Regions from separate parts of the Sus scrofa genome. Here region 2 is linked to region 1. The links are chromatin contacts, called in public Hi-C maps. All regions are on one chromosome and are shown on one strand. The core of a region is the stretch at or near the end of the contact, and the rest is flanking DNA. Distances in the headings are between cores, read along the strand shown.

Region 1 (3,498 bases), core at 47-2,546:
TTGCTGTGTCTTAACCGCTGTGTATCTTGGCGTTCCTCTGCTTCTTTTTAATCCGCAGAATCCGCTCGATTGTGTCATTACTCTCAACAATAGTCTACAGCATCTCCAGATCTGCAGTCTCTAGTAACCTTGGGTCACGTGTGTTTTATATGGACATTACTGAAGATAATCAGTTTGGGATGAGATCACTCAAACATTTTACTTTGAGGCTCAACAAGGAAAACCATCATCTTTCCTAAAGAGACAGAACTGGCAGCAGTGTCATTGGTCTCCTTTTTTAGAACCCGTATCATTTCTGTTTGGGGCCTCAGAAGTCATGCTTAGGTGACGGAAAGGTTAAGTTCATTTCATAAGACGGTTCTGTGAAGTAAGAATTTTGTGTAAATTCTTTACCTTCTTAGATTTACTAAAGCAAAAGACCCTAAATGCTTTTTTTCTAGACTAGTAATTTCAGTTGTCCTTGTCTTATTAACATGGGAAGTAGAAAAACTCTCTTCTTCTTATATGTGGACAAAATATTGAGACGTTTTAAAAAATGGTGTCAGTAGTATTTGAGTCCAGTGTTTTGCCCCTTCCTGCTTTTTGACTTTCCTCGTATGTTGTTGTTTGGCACCAGCAGGGGACACTCCGGTTTCCAAAGAGGGGTGCTGTTCTCTACCAAAATGGTGCAGGCTCTTTTTCCTTTCAGAGGTGGAATCCAGAAAGACTTTGTCCTGGATTTTACAGTTTTAGGTGGATCCAGTATGTGGTCTAAACCATTTGTGAAGGCCCTTTTTGAGACAAAGCTAACAGCCAAATTTTCGCTGAAAGAGGAAAAATAAAAAGTTGAAAAAGAAAGTTAAAACAAAATTGAGTTGAAAACCAAATGTGCTGTCAGAGACCCAAAGCTAGGTAGCGCTAGCAACTGGGGTGGGGTGGGGGGGATGAAAGAGCCCATCCAGGGAACTGGGGGAGCTCCACCCACACGGCGGAGGTGGGAGAAGGGGATGCCGAGAAGGCCCGAGGAGGCCCCGGTTGGTCTGGTCGGGGACTGCCTCTCTTTGGCCTCAGCCATATTATTCAGTGGAAACTCAGAAAAGATCCCGAAGCATTTGTAATGCCTCTCCCTTGCTCCCCGCCCCCAGTTCCTTCTTCAGTAGCCTTCCTTGCTAATTAACACTGGCTCCGCAGGGATATTTACCTTTTCTCTGCTGGATTCCTGTGGTTTTGAAAGAATTCAGGTACTTGCCGGTTGCCAAGGAATTCAGATTACCTCACGGGCTGCACACTGTCCAGAATCTGCCACAGCAGCAGGAGGAGGGGAGAGACACCGACAAGGGGGAGAAAACCCTCTCCAGCGCTCATTGTCACCCTCCCTGGCAGGCCCTTGCTGTTTGTGAAGTTTGAGTCATTTCTGGCTCTGAGGACCAGGGGATCAGGCTGGTAATCCCCTCCCAGACGGCTCCGCAGGGCGCTGCCTCGTCACTGCAGCACTTTGGCAGTCTCCCGGCCGCAGCTGGTTGACAGCAGATCAGAGAGCTCTTGGGCCTCTTGTTCTCTTCCATAAGATTTTTCTGGGTCAGGGCAGGATGAAACCCAGTGGCTCCTGGCACGGCTGCCTGAGGCGCTGTCTCTTGATCCTCCAGGCCTTTGTGGCTCTGAATGGCTACACCTGCTGAAAGATAACGTGTCCGCCACAGCCAGGGTCTCCTCAGAGCTGCCCTCCCCTTACTTTGTGTGTTTGCAGTGAATGTTTGTTAGAATAAATGTGTGGTTTAACTATCCTCCATCTAGACTCTCAGGGACTGACTGTGGTCTCGTGTTCATAGAACAAAGGAGAGGTGAAAGGACCCCACTAACTGTGTTTTCCTTCCCGTTTGAGGTCCATGTAGTAGAGCTCCTGAACCAGCAACTCAGGTGTGGTTTCATTTAGTGCCTGTCAGGTACCTACTGTATGTCTAACAGCGAGACCCTTCCTTCACACACACACACACACACACACACACACTCACTCACTCAAGAGTTTTAGACAAATTATTACCATTGTCTTCATTCTCATTGAGAAACATTCGAAAGCAAAAAGAAAATACAGCTTTTGATTTAAGAATTTATTGTCAGAGGAGTTCCTGTTGTGGCTCAGTGGGTTATGAACCCGACTAGTATCCATGAGGATGCGTGTTCAATCCCGGGCCTCGCTCAGTGGGTTAAGGATCTGACGTTGCCATGAGCTGCGGTATAGGTTGCAGATGAGGCTCAGATCCCATGTTACTGTGGCTGTGGGATAGACCTGTAGCTGTAGTTCCTAACTGACCCCTAGCCTGGGAACCTCCATGTGCCATGGGTGTGGCCCTAAAAAGCAAAATAAAAAGAATTTATTGTCTATTAGAATAAAGATAATCTAATATGTTTTAGTGTGTACCAAAAAAAAAAAAAAAATGGACGTATAGTTCTCTACTCATCAGTAGGTTGTGAAATAGTACCCAGAGTTTCTGATTTGGCAAAAAAAGTAGAGTTCCCCCCCACCTTTTTTTTCTTTCTCTCTCTTGCTCCCTCTCCCTGCCCCCCCCCCCCTTTTTAGGCTTAAAGGTCAAGGCTATGAAATTCTGTCTTGAGAGCTTTTCCTAAAGCTTGATTTCATTAAGGAGGTGGTTCAAGACTCAATTCCTCATGTAAATTTCAGTATGTGTGTTAGGAGAAGTATTTGCAAACTTGGTCCTAGGCTAGCTAGTAGAGAATTACCACTTTTAGGTTGTTTCTAATAAAAGAATTGTGTTGATGCTTTCAGACCTAACTAGGATGAAATATGAAATGTGAAGATCTAAATCACAAATCGCAAACCTCAGTGTTCACAAGGACATTGACTAAACAGCTGGCTAGGTGGAGACTGGAGAACCAGAGCTCACATGTACCATCTAAAGGGCATTTACTATTCAGTGGCAACAAGTCTGTGATGCATGGTGGTGCTGTGATCTGAATGTGACCTCCCAGGTTTACATATTAAAATCCTAACTCTCAAGGTGGTGTTATTTGAAGGTGGGAGTTGTTTTTTTTTTGTTGTTGTTGTTGTTGCTATTTCTTGGGCCGCTCCTGCGGCATATGGAGGTTCCCAGGCTAGGGGTCCAATCGGAGCTGTAGCCACCGGCCTATGCCAGAGCCACAGCAACGAGGGATCCGAGCCGTGTCTGCAACCTACACCACAGCTCACGGCAACGCCGGATCGTTAACCCACTGAGCAAGGGCAGGGATTGAACCCGCAACCTCATGGTTCCTAGTCGGATTCGTTAACCACTGCGCCATGACGGGAACTCCCTGAAGGTGGGCGTTTTGAGAGGTAATTAGGTCATGAGGGTGGAGCCCTCGTGAATGATTAGTGCCCTTTTATAAAAGAGCCCTGGAGAAATTTCTCACCCTTTCTGCCCTGTGAGGGCACAGTAAGAAGGTGCTGTCTATCTGCCTGCATCTTAGTCTTGGACCTCAAGCCTCCAGAACTATGAGAACTAAATTCCTGTTGTTTATAAA
Region 2 (3,493 bases), core at 835-3,334, 490 kb after region 1:
CGAACCCGCAACCTCATGGTTCCTAGTCGGATTCGTTAACCACTGTGCCACGATGGGAACTCCGGGACTGGAACTTCTATGACAGAACAATTGCGTAGTTTGTATACTTTTTAAGTTCTTTTGAAATTAGAGGTCTTCCAGGATTGATACATATTTAGTTCTGAAATTTGGAGGGAGGATTATTTATTGTGGAAAAAAAATCCAAAGAAAGCTAGTGAACATAAAGTGAGGTACTTTTATGTATAGTATCCCAGTTGATCCTTACAACCCCCTTTTTAGGTGAATGGATGTTTTATAGATGAGAAATTGAAATTACTTTATAAACTGAAGGCAATATTTTCTTTAGTCTTCACAGTCACCCCATAAAATAGGTAAGATGGCTAGTGATACATCCATTTTACAGATAGATTTTGTAGTTTTTAATATATGGCAACTCAGTGGTAGACTGGAACTAAACGCTGGGTATTCTAATTCTTAATCTAGTTCTGTTTCCACTACACTGCTGCTGGTATGTGCTAACCAGTTATTCACTGGAAACATCTGCCAGGATAAGGAAATGAAAAGGTAATTTCATGCTAGTATCCTTGGGAACAGGGCTGATAATCAATAGGCATAAGTTCCCTTTTTGTCATTTAGAAAGTACTACCTCCTGCCACGTAAGTAGTTATTGTGTATCAGAAGTTTTTGAAAAGTTGTTGTTTACCAAGGAATAACCTGTTTTTGAGGTTGCTAGATTAACCCTGCTACATTCATGGGGCCACTATTGAATGGGCTCAACTTTACCAAGGTGAACAAAGGGGGAAAAGTAATGGAGTAGCAGGTAGCAGCCCTTTAGGATCAGTCTTGTTTCATAAACCTTACTAAAATAATCTCATTTGTTCCTGCAGTTTAATCCTCTTTCTCCCCTTTACTCCCTGGATGTTCTCGCTGATGCTTCTCACCGGAGATGTTCACCAGCACACTGCTCTGCCAGGTAATTTCTTCTAGGGTCTGTTTTTTTCCAGATGATACTGTTTTTCTTTTTTTAACACTTCAAATTAAAGTATGTTTGTGTATACTATCTAATTCAATCTATACAACAACCTTTTGAAGTCAGTAGTTGTTTTACTGATGTAGAAACTGAGGCAGAGTATTGAAGTATCTTTTCTGTGATCACATGGCTAGTATGTGATTGATTGATGGACTGACTGATTTTAGGGCTTCACTGCAGGCATATGGAAGTTCCCAGGCTAGGCGTCAAATTGGAGCTGCAGCTGCTGGTCTACACCGCAGCCACAGCAATGCAGGATCTGAAGCGTGTCTGTGACCTACACCACAGCTCACAGCCATGCCTGATACTTATTAACCCACTGAGTGAGGCCAGGAATCAAACCTGTGTCCTCAAGGATACTAGTTGGTTTTGTTGACCACTGAGCCGCAGTGGGAACTCCCTAGTATGTGATTTAAATCTCAGCTTTGACCTGAGCTCTGGCTCCTGTTCTATCTTTCTTCTGCTAAATGTCCCATCTTCAAAAAAACATTATTAATGGCTGTTGCCATGACCTGCAAAACCCTGCATGATCGGACTCCTGGCTTCATGTCTAACCTCCTTTCATAGACTTCTTCCTCCCCACTGGGGAGGAGATCCACCTGTGCCAGGGAGCTCCCATTTGTTCTTCAAAAAATCACAATCCTCTTCTGCCGCTGGACCTTCACATGTGTTCCCTTTGCTTTGACCCACCATCTTGGAGCTCTTCTTCCATGATTTTCTTTTCAGCTCTGGCCCCTCCTCGGGGGGCCTTCAAGACCATCCTGTCTAAAGGGGCCACCTGTACCGCTCACCACTCATTATCTATTTCTTTACTTTAGAGCTTTAATCACAGTCTGTAATGACTGTTTATTGGTTTCTTTTCCTACCTTCCCCCGTCTCTCACTAAAATATAAGCTTAGAAGTGCCGGGACCTTATCTTGTTCCCTGATGTGTCCCCAGCACCTAACACAGTTTCTGGCACTTACTGGGCATTCAGCATACCTTCGTCAGAATGAATCCTGCACTTCTGTAGTAGAATGAAACCAGTGCCTCTGAATATAAATTCTCTATGTTGGGTGACTCACAGAGCAAATATGGTTTCACTGGAAGCCTGCCCCAGCGAGTTACTGTGCACATAGGCCAAACCATAGAACTTCTGTTATTTCTAGAAGCACAAAGAATTTCTTTCCAAGGTTCTGTTTTTGTTTTTTTGCTTTTTAGGGTTGCACCTGAGTTATATGGAAGTTCCTAGGATAGGGGTCGAATCGGAGCTGCAGCTGCCGGACTTCACCACAGCCACAGCAGTGCCAGATCCAAGCTGCATCTGTGACCTACACTGGAGCTCATGGCAATGCCGGATCCTTAACCCACTGAGGGAGGTCAGGGATTAAACGTGCATCCTCATGGATGCTAGTAGGGTTCATAACCTGCTGAGCCACAACGGGAATTCCATGATGATTTTTTTTTCTTCTTAACATGTTCTTAAGTGGATGTGTTCGTAGATTTGGGGTGTAGAGTGTACAAAATATTCTTTCATGGATACAGTTAGAAATTCCACTATAGGCTATAATAATAAACTCTGCACTATAACCTGCTGCCCAGCCTTCTACTGGAAAAGTAGTGCTTCAGTAGGAAAGGTCTTTTGCAAAGAGAGACTACCACATGTGGTGTTAACTAAGAACTTGGGAAATTGTGGAATATTAAACACCGTCGTTTTCTTTAGTCACATGCATCATTCATTCTTTCATCATTTGCTGATTCCCTTTTATGTGCCTGGCGCTTTGTTTGGCACTACCCTTAAGGAGGAGTTTTTATCCTCCTGGCAGAGTCAGGTGTGGAAATGGACAGCTACAATTTGGAGTGATGTGTGCCTAAAGGTGTGCACCAGAGTGACATGGAGCACAGAGGAGCGGTGCCTAACTCAGGCTCAGGTAGCTTTTCTTAGAGGTGGTAGTGCCCAAGCTGTCTTGGAACCAGACACAAGATTTCAGTCCATAGAACAGTCCTCCAGCTTTTTGTCTTAATACCAAATTAAACAAGGGCCGTGTACGCTCTTTGGGAAAACTGTATGAGTAGCACCATGTCATGTTAGATGCTGAAAGTGGATCATTTGCCCTCCTTCCTTTACTTCTGCTACATAGAGCTGTGCTGTGCTGAGATTGGTATTCATGCTTTTATCATATTTTCTGCTACCTGTAAGGCCTCACCTTGGCTTGGAGTGGGTGTGAACTTATTGTTTGTGTATCCCATTATCCACATCATTATCTTTGTTCTCTATTTGCAGTGCTTGTGGCTGGGCTTGGAAACATAAGCAAGCCTAGGCTGTGTTTCTGGTGTGCTCAGCTCTAGGGAAATACTGCTTATTGCATCAGACTGTTGCTGAAAGCAAGACAAGAGTATATGGACAATTAGAGCTCATTGGCCTTTTAGACATCACTCCCAGGGCAGTGGATACAAAGTGGATTGCAAACAGGAAGTTTCTTT

Evidence for each region. Hi-C and Micro-C count contacts between places; a contact is called where the count stands out from the background.
Region 2: a Hi-C map of embryonic fibroblasts shows a contact between it and region 1, with 2.5 times the contacts expected there. The contact joins two enhancer-like sites. A contact is called at or near these places in 2 of 47 Hi-C or Micro-C datasets (embryonic fibroblasts and epiblast stem cells) and 1 of 2 datasets of contacts at active chromatin or transcription factors (alveolar macrophages).

Annotation. Positions count from the first base shown.
Region 1 is chr7:98,863,540-98,867,037 of Sscrofa11.1, forward strand. The region is part of intron 9 of TTLL5 (tubulin polyglutamylase TTLL5); the gene reads left to right. Among named protein-coding and RNA genes, the nearest start is that of TTLL5, 43 kb to the left of the region's middle. Within about 2 kb of position 1,297, at least 60 of the 83 cell types and tissues checked have an H3K27ac peak or open chromatin away from gene starts, as enhancers often do. A contact at or near this core is called in embryonic fibroblasts, where this site is marked.
Region 2 is chr7:99,350,382-99,353,874 of Sscrofa11.1, forward strand. It overlaps GPATCH2L (G-patch domain containing 2 like), which reads left to right. Exons shown (of 10, transcript NM_001243404.1): 8 at 888-973. Among named protein-coding and RNA genes, the nearest start is that of GPATCH2L, 27 kb to the left of the region's middle. Within about 2 kb of position 2,085, at least 3 of the 83 cell types and tissues checked have an H3K27ac peak or open chromatin away from gene starts, as enhancers often do. A contact at or near this core is called in embryonic fibroblasts, where this site is marked.